Regions from separate parts of the Zea mays genome. Here region 1 is linked to region 2. The links are chromatin contacts, called in public Hi-C maps. All regions are on one chromosome and are shown on one strand. Each heading gives the region's core, a stretch centred on a gene start, on an enhancer-like site or on the middle of the called end of the contact. The rest is flanking DNA. Distances are from core to core; before and after follow the strand shown.

Region 1 (7,036 bases), core at 3,390-5,889, 220 kb after region 2:
CACAGATCTGCTCGAGAAGACATATATATGGAATGTGAGTTTATCTGACCACACAATCAATACTGGAAATATTTGTTTCCAGGTCAACGCAGTCGTGGCAGAGATAGATACTTCAAAGGACTCCATCCAAGCATCTTCATCAAGGTCAAAACAGCCACAAACTATGCTGTTGCAAGACGCACCCAGTGGCGTTGAAGACACTCCTAACAAATCCTCTAACTTGGTCATGCCTTCGACCCCGCTCACACCACAAAGTTCCGCAACCAGTGTGCAAGATAAGGTGTGCATCCCATAAACTTCCAATTTTATGCTGCAAACAGTACACCGTCAGTTACTGACCCCTCCTATGCAGACTTTTGGTATTGGCAGCAGCATTGTGGTTCCAGGTGCTACTCCCGCTATAACAAAAGAACTGACATCCACGCCTAGGAAGAGGTAAATTCTGCTTCATCGCACCCCAACACAGCTTTATTACAGGCCTTCATGCTTCATACAAACAAAAAATGTAACTGATAATTATTAGTGTGCATATACTCTGTTTGCTCGTATCTGAAATATGTGATTCACATACATCCGATTCGCAACGATGAATCAAATTATGTCTTTAGAATGATTTAGTTACTGCTATGATTTGTTACCCAAATTACAGAGATTCTAGACTTGTTATTAGAGTTTGGTCATTTTTCAGCTTACCAGCTGGGGACCGAAGTTATGGTGGCCTGGTATAACCGTGTGTTGGGAGGGGGGACAAACAAATCCTGGACATAATCTGAGGCCATGCTGGGTTCATTATTAGCTACCTAATTTAGGTTGGGGCTAATAGGTATGCTAATGTTTTGAGCCAACTCCCCAACCAACTGTTAGCTAGCCATGCCTAATTTGAGATTATTTTTAGCCAAACTAGCAACTAGCCATGTGCATCCAACCATGTCCTGATTTGATTTGGACATGGTGCTGCCATTTTTAGTTTGAATACTTCAATACACTATGCAAGTAGTGCTGCCATTTATAGTTTGAATAAATCCACTGCCAGTCCACGTGTTTAGGAGGCTAAAGCACACCTTCCCGCGAGCCTACAAGTTTGGATTAAGCCGCAAACCACCAGTACGGTAATTCACCATTTGTGTACAAACAACCGATCATCCCATGATTCTTAAAGCAAACTTAACGAATAAAGAAAATAGTTAATTGATATAAAGTGCTGAACTCAACAAGATATTACCAGTGGTACATTTGAATACTAAGAAGGGAAGTAGGCAACAGCTACCTACCTGGCAAATCTTTCTCTGTTCGATTGCGGTTTAGAATTGCGCCCACATGTGTGATCATATGATCAGTTTAGTTAGACTTCACATCGTGGATGGATTTATGCTTCGCCCGATCTAAACCCTAAAGTAACTGCAGAGGATCATCGCTGTAGTTACACCTAAACTTAATGCTACTGCTGGAGCTACTTCGCCAGAAGTAAATGCAGAGGATCGTCGCATTACGGACAGTGATTTCCATGTTCCTCAAGCCCGATTGTTGTTACCCCACTGTTTGCAGGGCTGAGAGGTGCATAGGCAACAGATTAGCTTCTGGCTGATTACCAGTTGCACTGTGCACAGATCAGCGTCCGATTTAGGGATTCACTCAGTTTAGCAAAACTGTATCACTGGCCTTCTTGACTTGGTACGAATTCCTCGCATACAGCATTAATAACAGCTTCCCTATCTCCAGATCCGACCATAACTCCAAAACTAAAGTAAGATACAGAAGCAGCAAAGGCTTAGGAGTCCGGACAGCCCAGATCCGACCATAACTCTAGCCCTTGACCCTTGTTGTACATGCATTACAGGTTACTCTAAAACAGGACAAAAAATGGAGCATCTAGGTACTCCTTGACATTATTCCTTGGATTAAAATCTTCTGCTTGAGGACCTGGCGGAGCTGGATCTTCTGGCTCTCCATCCGTGCCTCCACGAGCTTTGCCTTCAAACTGTGCTTCTGGGACGTCCGTGGGTACTCTATAGCTTTGAAATGGCCTCCATCCGTGCCTCCACAAGATAGGCATTAGACAGTCTTGCATTCACCGTTTCAGCGACTGCATCTTTCTTGCACATCTCACTGTTCTTTGGGCGGGACGACTTCCAGAGCTTTGAAATGGCCGATTCTTTCTTCTTGGGTTGGTTCATGCTTGCCAGGTAGGCATCAGCTAGGTCATCTTCCAGCTTCTCGTTCTCCCTGTACTCAAAACCATTTCTGCTATTCCAAAAAATGCCTATCTTGTTGCTGACTGAAGGTTGGCTGTTCAAACAATTTTTTGAGTACTGAACTGAACTAAAGGCTTAGTAGTTACCCCCCGCTAGATGTAAAACTTACTAAAATCCTGGACTTAATTGTTTTTTTTCATTTTTTTTGAGCTGAAGTAAAGGCTCACTGAACTGAAGGCATAGGGCAGGGCAAAAGGCTTTTGAAATTGTTGCTAACCAAGCTTTTCGTTCTAGGACAAGGTCTTCGCCTGCAAAGACGGTTACAAAGAGGTTGTTCACCGACGTAGATGGAGGAATCGCTGGCTCCAAGGATGCTGCGGATAGCGCTGCTGCCCCTAGGTACCTTTTCCCTTGTACCTCTAAGTTGTCCATGAACACCTAGGCAAGAAAATATTTTGGTTTCGATTCCTGGCCTAGACTGATATGTCCTAGACTATCTAATTGTAACTCTGTCCCCTTTTCAGCTCTACCAAAGATGCTTAGTCACAGAGGGCCACAGGTCTTTTGGGCTCACAGTTGCAGCTGTTCGCTCTTTTGGATGATCGTTGTCTACTACTTTTGTATCCAAGCTGCTATGTACATCTGCTTTTGGAAGGAGATATGATACATGTTCATGTCTACACGCTCGATACAGATTGGCCCAGAGCACACTTAACAAGGTATGCTGGTTTGATCTTATGCTACATACTCCGTCTAGATCTGCACATTTTAGGCACCACACAATCGTAGTTCCACAACTTAGACTTTACATGATGAATCAATTGTGTTAGCCTCTGATTACCAGCATCCAGAATGATTTCATCATGCTGAATTGTTGTGCTGTGCAAAAAAAAATGTGTCAGCCATGCTCATTCTCAATTCATTTTGCCTTGGCGTTGATATATCGCTACGATTTGTTTGTATTAATGGTTTGCTCCAAAAAAAATAAGTGGTCTAAATGTTTCTCACAACTGTGTTTCAGGTTACTACTAGATCAGTGTTCGCCATCGATGCTATGCACAGGCCACGCTGGATTTCTATGCTTGTTGACATGAACGTGCTTCGCTCCCTTTATGTTTAAGCCTAAGCAGCTTGATGTGCTTGTGCCAAAGACCTTTTAAGAACTGCGCAACAAACCAATGCTTACAACACGCTTTTGTGTACAACGATCATCTGCTTGTTGCACCGTACATGTATAGTCTATGGAGCTGCAAACTGTTAGAGTTATGTATTATTTCGCAACTGCATGTACACTGTCTTTTAGAGACAGTTGTGGAACCTGCGTCCGCGCCATATGTATCCTACAATATGTAACTGTTAGAGTTATGTATTATTGTCGTATTGTATCCTACAATATGTTTGTGTTCCTACACCGTGTTTGTGTTCCTAAACTACGTTTATATATGATGTTGTTTGTATATGATGTATTACATACTGTGTCTTTCATCACCATAATATGTACTATATTTCGTACACTCTCATCAGTTATGACCATTTTATGTTTTTTCAACTTTTATTCTGGTGAAAGGCACAAAGAACATCAGTGCGGTATGTACTTTTTTCATACAGACTTTATGTAGGTTTGCTATGAAACGAACAGAATTAATTTGAAGCTAATTGTGTAGTGTTTGATTTTTTTGTGCGTTTTCTTGATAGGGCGCCCATAAGGGATAGGGCGCCCATAAGGGCGCCACCTGTTCTAGTACATAAGAAATCTAATCACACACTATCCTTTCCCCAAACTTGCCATACCATGATTCTGCCGGCCGCCGTAGTCCCGTACGTAGAGCAGACGAGTGCAACTGGTCCGCCCGCGCTGGCCTGCCGTGCATGAAAGGCGAGCGGATAAACTGACCACCGGCGTGCCTGTTGACATCATGTACGATGTACCTCAGCAGCAGGGGAATTGGAAGACAACACAAAAGCGAGGGCCGTTACAACTTACAAACGCCTTTTTTGTTTGCCGATTTAAAACATAAAAAAGCCCAGCACAGCACAGCCCAGAATCATCGCCTATGATCACCAAGCCTGTTAGGCCCAGATACAAGTGGCATCATTAGTAGGTAACCTATCATGGATAGCCCATTCGGCTTCTCAAGAGTCAAGAATCATTCCCGGCTTCCTGGCTCTTTCTGGCCATCCCTATTCTCCTTCATTCCTTAAAAAAAGAAAAAAAAATTGCTCAATTACTAATTTATCGATAAAACTGGTATAAAATCAAATTTTTGTATAGGTATTATATAATTAAACTATCGAAAACTATATTTTTTTAAAATATATATTTATATTAAATAAAATCTTTTATAATTTTTATTAGTTAATTGTACGATACGACAACGATAGTTATACACAAGAAATCTAATCACACACTATCCTTTCCCCAAACTTGCCATACCACGATTCTGCCGGCCGCCGTACGTAGAGCAGACGAGTCCAACGGGTCCGCCCGCGCTGGCCTGCCGTGCATGAAAGGCGAGCGGATAAACTGACCGCCGGCGTGCCCCGAGCCACATGCTGACGGCGATGGAATCGCAAGCGTCCTCGCCAGGTAACGGGCGCGGGCGACGTCGTGTCCACTGTGCCACTGCCGCGACGTGAGCCGTGGGCCCGTGGGAGTGTCGGACACATCCGCGCCGTGCTGAACTTCAACGCACACGGACGCGAACTCGTCGACACGGCAGCGATCGTCGCTGACGCTGGCTCATATCAAAGTTGACATTGCCATTGCTGCCCATCCCAAAAAGGAATTGCTTTTGGTCGTGATGCCGCACAACACAACTGCACAAGAATCTCTGATGCGAGTAGCACAGCACCAAGCGTCCTTAAGATCGATCGATCGATCGATCGATCTGTATCCAAAGCAATGAAGCATGCAACCGCGGTTCAGAAGCTTCCAGAGAGCTAAGTTAAGCCCGTATAAAGCGAATCAAAATCGCCGCCCAGTTTGCATGTCCTAGCTACTAGCCTAGCAGCTAGCACTGTTGTGTCTAAGCTCAAGCACAGTCTCAAGGCTCCAACTATGCACCTGCTCATCAGCGGCCTCGTCGCGGCCGCACTCTTCCTCCACGTCGACGCCGCGCGGGGCACGTTCGTGTACGCAGGGTGCTCGCCGTCCAGGTACGCGCCCAACACGGCCTTCGAGAGCAACCTCAACTCCCTCCTGTCCTCCATGGCTCCCACCGCGTCCTCCGGCGCCACCTACAGCACCTTCACCGCCCCTGGCGCCGGCCTGGCGGAGGCCGAGTCCCCCGCCGCCTACGGCCTGTACCAGTGCCGCGGCGGCCTGCGCCCCGGCGAGTGCGTGGCGTGCGTGCGCGACACGGTGGCGCGGATCGGCGCGGTGTGCGCCGGCGCGGCCGCGGCGTCGCTGCAGTCGGACGGGTGCTACGTGCGCTACGGCGGCGCCTCCGCGGCGTACCACAGCTGCGGCGCCGGCACCAGCGGGGACCCCTGGTTCCTGAGGTCCCGCGACGCCGTCCTGTCGGAGCTGCAGGGCGTGGACGCCACCGCGGCCTCGGGCTCGGGCTCGGGCGGGTACAAGGTGAGCGCCTCGGGCCCCGTGCGGGGCGCCGCGCAGTGCCTCGGCGGCATCGCGGCGGGCGACTGCGCCGCGTGCCTGGCGCAGGCGGCGGCGCAGCTCCGCGGCACGTGCGGCGCCGCGCTCGCCGCCGACGTGTACCTGGTGCAGTGCTCCGTGAGGTACTGGACCGACGGCGCCAACCAGCTCCGGTCGTCGCAAGGTACGTGGTTGCACGGCCACACACCGTCACGTCCTATCCTAATCAATGACCATTAGCGCATTTCTATGTCTGTGTAACCTGAAAAAGGACAAGGGTTTGGCTATTTTAACGTTCTTAATTTGATCCTCTTACACTATATAAAATATGCTGCGTATTTTGCAGTCCAATGGTTAATGAGTTTTTTATTAGCACGATCGAGCTCGAATCTGTAGGACTGAAAGAAAAACACTTTTATTATCCAAAGTCCTGATCTTAAAAAAAAAACAGAAAGAGCGGATGCTACATGTGTGCGAATGAGCGAATCACTCGCTTGGTTGCAACCAGTGTGAGTGTGACTGGTTGGTTGGAATGGAACCGGGAATAGAATAGATTCCGAATTGGTAAGATTCCAAAGCTGATAAAGAGGACACAGGGAATATATGCACCCGGCATAAATTTGGCGGCCTTTTGGATCGATGTTACGGTAAAGCACACCGTCACTGCCCAGCCTAACTAGCTTATTAGTAGCTACTAGAATGCCCAAGAGTTAGCACTGCTTGTTGCAAACAGTAACACACGCTGTTTGCGTATGTCTCTAGGTGATCCTCGTCCATATATGGCCTAGTTCGGTTATTCTTATCCCACGTGGATTAGATGAGATTGAAAAAATTATAATTTTTTTAAATTATTTACAATTTAAATATACGTAATTAATATAGATTGAGAGAAAAATGAATAAGCCCTATATTAGCCTGAAATTTCAGTTCACAAGCTTATCCTCTTGATGCACAGGTCAAGAATATTAGTTGAGTGCTGAAATAATTCATCCATTCCAAACAGTAAATGTAGATCTTATTTTTTTCGAGGAGTCGTTTAGTAATATCAACTTTGCCCAAATATAAACAAAAACACTAATATTTGTGATGGATAATATGCACCACTAGCTTAATCATGAAATATATTTTGATAACGAACATATTTAGATATATATAAGTGTTGATATTATTTTTTTATAAATGTTACAAAACATGGATTGATTAACATGTCAAAAAGACAGATTTATCTTATTTTTTGGATGGAGGGAGT
Region 2 (6,317 bases), core at 537-3,036:
GCAGGCAGAGAGAGCAGCGTGCGTGCGAGTGTATTTGTACAGCTTGCACAGACTTGCAAATACTACTGGAGTGGAGTAGTGCGTAGTAATAACAGGCTGCAGCAGGTCGAGCCAGCTAGGTATATTTTCTTTTATTACCTGCTATACGCTGCTGCTGCTGCATTCATGTGTGGTTATTACCATTGGCCATCACATGGAAAAGAGCCTGCAAAAGGCAAACGGAAAGCTAGGACGTTTGGTAAGATTAATTTGTCTGCTCATCTAGCCATGCCATGCCATGTATACGTCTAGGCTTGCCTGATCGGTATATACTTGTGTCTTCTTCCAACCGGAATTCAGGTCTGACTTTTAGCTAATAATCCGTCCCGCCTTCTCCATCTTAGTAGAATTTAGTACTTATGGTTTAACTAATTGTTATATTCTTTCTAGGACTAGACGAGGTGTTTGCGTTATGCCTAAGTATTTGCTAGAGCACGCTGCACGAGAGTTGGTTTAAGGACCGTTTGTTCCATTAGTCTCTTAGGACTCAAATTTAGTCCCGGGACTAAACTTTAGTCCCTACCCTGTTTTGTTCTATAGACTAAGCAGAATCTAAACACATTAAGGCCTTGTTCGTTTCTATCGGATTGCACCCGGAATCGTTCCAGCTAATCAAAGCTTATATAAATTAGAGAAGCAATTCGGTTAGAAATCGTTCCGACCCACCAATCCGACACAAACGAACAAGGTCTAAGGGCATGTTCGGTTGTCTAGGATTGGACCTAGATTTATTCCAGCTGTTGAAATTTTATATAAAATAAGTAAACAATCCAGACAGTGATAGTAAATGCTACTCTTTAGTCTCTTTTAGCACCCATGTCAAAGACTAGAGACTAAAGTCAATCAGTCTATGTTTTAGTCATTCTGTTTGGTAAAAAGACTAAAAGCTAAGGACTAAAGATTAGTCTCTGTAACCAAAAGGCGCTTTAATTTGGCTGTCAAACCCAGCAGGTGACTGATGTTTGCCTCTGGGACAGTGACATGGAGCTACTGCTAGATAGGATGTGTACACTACTATACTAGCTAGTATACGGCTGGGAGAGGCGGCCTTGTCGTCTTCATTGTAAAGGCGAGTTGGTAATAAGTGTAAAACGTTGACATTTTCATTATTGCAAAAACAAAAAAAAACCATAGCTGTCGATAAGCTACGGGGCCGAGAGAGGATTAAAAAGAAAGGAACCATGATTGTTTGTATCGCTGTCAAAATCATTATTTAGAAGCAGCCGGCCGGTGAAATCTGCATGCAAAGCTTGATGATTAGAAACAGCTGGGACCGCTTTAATTTGTAGCAATAACCTTGTATACACCGATCTATCTATAGCATCTGCTATAGTGACGAAGTTATAACTTGAGCTAATCAGCTGGCCCTTTTCTTCTTCTTCTTTTTCATAGGTATTAGGCATCACCTAAGCACACAAAGGGGTCGTACGACGGAGGACCTGTTTTGCCTCACTCAACAACAAAATTGGGAATAGCGGATTGATTAGAGCTGTCATGCCTGTGGACTGCAAGCTACCACTAGCAAATGTTGTGGACGACCAGTCGACCATGACGGGAAGTCAACTGGGTTATTTGGAACACAGAAATTTCGTAAAAAAATCCATTCAATTTTATGGAGAAAATATAGAGACATCTTCTTGTCCGCGTCGCCCGTCGCCTTATACGATCGAGTACAGTAGCAGTAAGTGTTTAAAAACATACCAAGTGCCGCGGCAGGCTCGTAGCGATGAGAAAGAGGACCAACGATTCGTCTTCGTGGGCATACAGCATCCTAAAGCCCACTTAGTTTGGTCGAGGCCCATTTGTCTCTCTACAACAGCGAAAATACGAGCCCGACAGTTTTTGTGTGCGTTTTTTTTCTTCTTCTTCCGAAATGATTTCCTTTGAATCTATTTTTGACGTGGGAAACTTAGATATTGTATTACAGGACTGTACTTTCTGCTAGAGTAAAACTCTCTTCTATATAAACAAGAGAATCATGGTCGCTTGAGAAATCCAGCATCCAGTCAGCTTTTTTATGTATTATTAGTCTTTTGTGGCTTAATTACTTTTCTGATCTCCTGTACGTAGTCTGTTGTATGTTACTCCTTTCGTTTCTTTTTAGTTGTCTTGGATAGTTCAATTTTACAATATTCAACGACAACTAAAACGAAACGAAGAAAGTACTCCGCGAGACCCAACGACGGACGACGACGTTCTTGATGGTCATATCGACCCTATAACAGCCTCGCAACGTATCTTTTTTATGGATATTGTTGCTGCGTATGACTGTGACTGTTAATAAAAGGAAGCTCCAACGTGAAAGCTAGCACGGCCGCAATCCCAGCACTGCTTTACTACTACTCGTTCTCCCCAACGAAGGCTTGCGTTAGCTCGTCGAACAGCTGGTGTACAGCAACCATCAACAGCTGAACCGTAGAGCAATTTAGCACGAACATGGCGTAATTTTCACTAACCTGTTGAGGTACACGACCGTCAACCAGCAATCTAGCAACGTCGGCTTCCCAAAAAAAAAAAAAAAGCAGCCAAAGGCCAGTATAAACGCAAACTCACCGCTTGAAACGGAGCGCAGATCAATTGACCTTCCAAGCTCCATAGAGTCAGGGTGGGGGAGCGGACAGTTAAGGACGTACGACGCCTGACAATGACTGCAACAGGCCACTAGCAGTCGATCGGCACAGAGAGACTGAAGAAAACTGAGTCCTCAAATCATCTGAGAGTAGCGTCGTGTGTTTAAAAAACAAGATAGTTTTTAATGTAATTTCAATAATTACTAGAAAAATATGTGAATTTAATAAATAAATCTGAGAAATTAACAACCACATCCACGTGCATAAAACATATAAGAGAGACAACGCTGCTTGTCTGACAGTCATTCTCAACAAGTTAAAAAATGTGAGTTGAAGAGGAAATCATAATCTGCTACTTTTGTAATAGTTAGAGCTCCTCAAGAATGACTATTTTAAAGACATAGTTTTATTTGCTGTCATTCTGTTGCATCAAAAAAAAGTAACTTGACTATGTATCATTCGACCTAGTGATAAACACCTATATATATATATATATATATATATATATATATATATATATATATATATATATATATATATATATATATATATATATATATATATATATATATATATATATATATATATATATATATATATATATATATATATATATAGGTATAACGGGAGCCCTGGACTTCGGATATTAAAGGAAGCCCAGGTCGGTTCCCGAGGTCTGGTCGATGGAACAGGCGCGCCTGTGTTTTAACGTGGGGCTGAGAGGTGGCATGCAGGACAGACGGCGCCGTGACGCGGTTGTTTGAATGGTAAGGGAATTGCGCGGAATTAAAGGGAATAGATGCCACATGCAAACGTGATTACTGTGATACTTGGGCGCGTAAATTATGGATCTTGCATGGTAAGTAATGTGCGGAAGGTAAAAAAAATGAAGCATAAGATGTTGAAAGATATGGCATAAAACCGAAACGGCATAATAGATGCATAAACAGTATATACCGATTGGCGTAAAACGTTGTGTCATTGTGCGTAAATTTTATATTATGAATTTTAGTTTGACAAAGACGTCGCCATAATATCGGGACGGTTTCGGAAATAATAGGGAGACCCTGTAAACGTGGATGCAGTTACTTTTATAGTATCCGAGATTTACTTTCATTCGGAAAAAAAGACCACTAAGCCTGCATAACTAATCAGAGTTGGAGATGGCCGGCTCTGGAGGGTCGCCGGCGATGGAAGGAGATGACGTTCGTCTTGATCTAGAGACAGAGGGAGGAGTTGGTGGTAACTCACTGGTGACACCACCGCCTGCTCTAATGGGTCCTGAGATCGCCGAGATGAGCATAGGGGAAGAAGGAGAACAAAGGGTTCGACCTTCTATGTCCAATATTAGCTCCAGGGAGATGGATACGCCACAGATACTGCGTTCACATGTAAGTCCAATCGCTGTATTTGATTATTGATTGATTATATTGTTGTGAACATATTCCATGGTACAAACAACAATGACAATGAAATAGCAGGCAAAAACATTGATCCAACTATAGTGCCAACGGTAGGGATGACTTTCAAGGATGTTGATGATGCATATAAATTCTATAAAAGATATGCATATGAAGTTGGATTTCCACTGAAGAAATACAGAGAGAAGACATTCAGTAAGTGGATAAATTGTTCACGTGAAGGTAAAAGTGCAGCAAAATCAAATGATACACCTAGGATGAGGAATAGATCATCGGGGCGTACGCAATGCAAAGCTAGAATAAAATTTAAAAAAAAAATATGATGATGAAAACAAAATGGTTGTAGCTACAAAAATTGAACTGGTAAACTTGGAGCATAACCATGAGTTCATAACTGACGAAGCAGAGAAACAACATTTACGTTGCAACAAAATTAGGGATGCTGAGTTCATAAATTTTGTGGATGCAATGCATGATAGCCGAGTGCCGCAGCATTGCATAGTTGATTTTATATCAGAAATGAATGATGGGCCGGAGAACGTACCGGTAACTGCTCAAGATCTGAAAAACATGTAAGCAATACTTTTTTGTTACATGTGTATATATCAATAGCCATGAATATTACTATAGTAAATGTGTGTGTAATAATTTTTTGTGCAAACAAATGTAGGAGGGCAGCCAGGAGAAGAGAAAATTGCTCAAATGATGTAGCCAAACTTTTGGCTTTCTTTAGAGAATGCAAGAAACAGAATCCACAATTTTTTTGTGATTTCCAGCTAGACGATGATGGGAAAATAGTTAGTATTTTTTGGTCACACGCAAGTATGCAGGGGGAATACGCAGATTATGGTGATGCTGTGACATTGGATACAACACACAAGACAAATATATATGATAAACCACTGGGCATGTTTGTTGGAGCTAACAGCCATCTGCAGTGTACAGTGTTTGGATTTGTTTTGTTGGGAGATGAAACTGTACATACTTTTGAATGGGCTTTCAATTCATTCAAAACATGTATGGGATGCGAGGGTCCAAGAGTTATGCTTACAGGTATGTGATATATACATTTGTTATGCAAAACAGTGAATTAATTTATTGTGAAAATAACTGAATAATCTGTGAGCAATTGCAGATCAAGATCCTACAATGCCAATTGCTCTGAGAACTGTATTTCCAAAAATAGTTCACAGACTGTGCTTATGGCATGTACAGAACAGATTTATGCCATTCCTAAATGAGATATATGCCAGGTTTGCTGTTAAGGATTTTAAAACAACATTCCAGTCTATTATACATCATCCATTAACTCCTCATGAGTTTGAATGTGCCTGGGAAATGATGCTAGAGGAGTTCAATCTTCATGAAGATATGACTCTACGCAAATTATATGAAATAAGAAAAGAATGGATACCTGCATTTTTTAAAAATGACTTCTGTGGGGTAATGGTATCTACACAACGAAGTGAGAGCATGAACAGATTAGTGAAGCAATCACATGTAGATGCGAACACCCCACTGCATGAGTTCGCTAAACAAATGATGAAAATGTTGCACAGCAGGAAAATGAAAGAATCAAAGGAGGCATTGGTGAGCAAGGTATGTCGTGCTTGTTAGCAATAACGGTTTTGCATACATTTATGTAAATAATTTGTTTAATTATGATAATAATGTGTTATAGGCACCAAGGACAACGGATACATTATATAGGTTCGAAGTGAGAGTCTCTAGAGCATACACCAGAGCTGTTATGAATAGATTTGAGGAATCAATGAAATACGCCACTGCATACAAAATATTAAAGGACCCAGACGGATGTGATAATGAATGGATCGTACATCATACAAAACGGTCTAATAAAATTGTGTGGGGACAACATCAATTCAAGATAACAGCAGACATAGAAGCTGGGGAGTATACATGCGAGTGCAAACAGTGGGAACATACAGGTTTGTACGTATTATGTTGGTTAGCATAAAAAATTTGCATACTAGAGAATTTGATGATTGTAGTACAAATTAATGTATATTTTTGAAATAATGGTTCGTTTTCATGTTTTCAGGTCTATTGTGTGTTCATCTTTTAAGAGCCTTCATGCATCTTCAAGTTGAAAAGATACCTTCAAAGTATATATTGCAAAGGTACACTGTCTCATCAAGAAAAGATGTTCCGTTTGAAAGAATTGATAAGAGCTTCAGGGGGAAGGATAGAGTTACTAAATCATACAGACAGAAAATGTTGTTAACGAAAACAATGAAAGTAGTTCGCCAGGCGTGTATGTCAAAAG

The links. Hi-C and Micro-C count contacts between places; a contact is called where the count stands out from the background.
Region 1: a contact with region 2 is called in a Hi-C map of tassel, with 5 times the contacts expected there. The contact joins the promoter of LOC103653851 here to the enhancer-like site in region 2. A contact is called at or near these places in 6 of 25 Hi-C or Micro-C datasets (bundle sheath, ear, leaf and 2 more).

Annotation. Positions count from the first base shown.
Region 1 is chr4:154,377,492-154,384,527 of Zm-B73-REFERENCE-NAM-5.0, forward strand. LOC103653851 (plasmodesmata-located protein 8) reads left to right here and starts at 4,640. Exons shown (of 3, transcript XM_008680659.4): 1 at 4,640-5,971. The coding sequence starts at 5,251. It also overlaps the pseudogene LOC109945838.
Region 2 is chr4:154,163,910-154,170,226 of Zm-B73-REFERENCE-NAM-5.0, forward strand. No RefSeq gene overlaps it. Among protein-coding and RNA genes, the nearest start is that of LOC103655593, 11 kb to the right of the region's middle. Within about 2 kb of position 1,787, at least 12 of the 20 cell types and tissues checked have an H3K27ac peak or open chromatin away from gene starts, as enhancers often do. A contact at or near this core is called in bundle sheath, ear, leaf and 1 more, where this site is marked.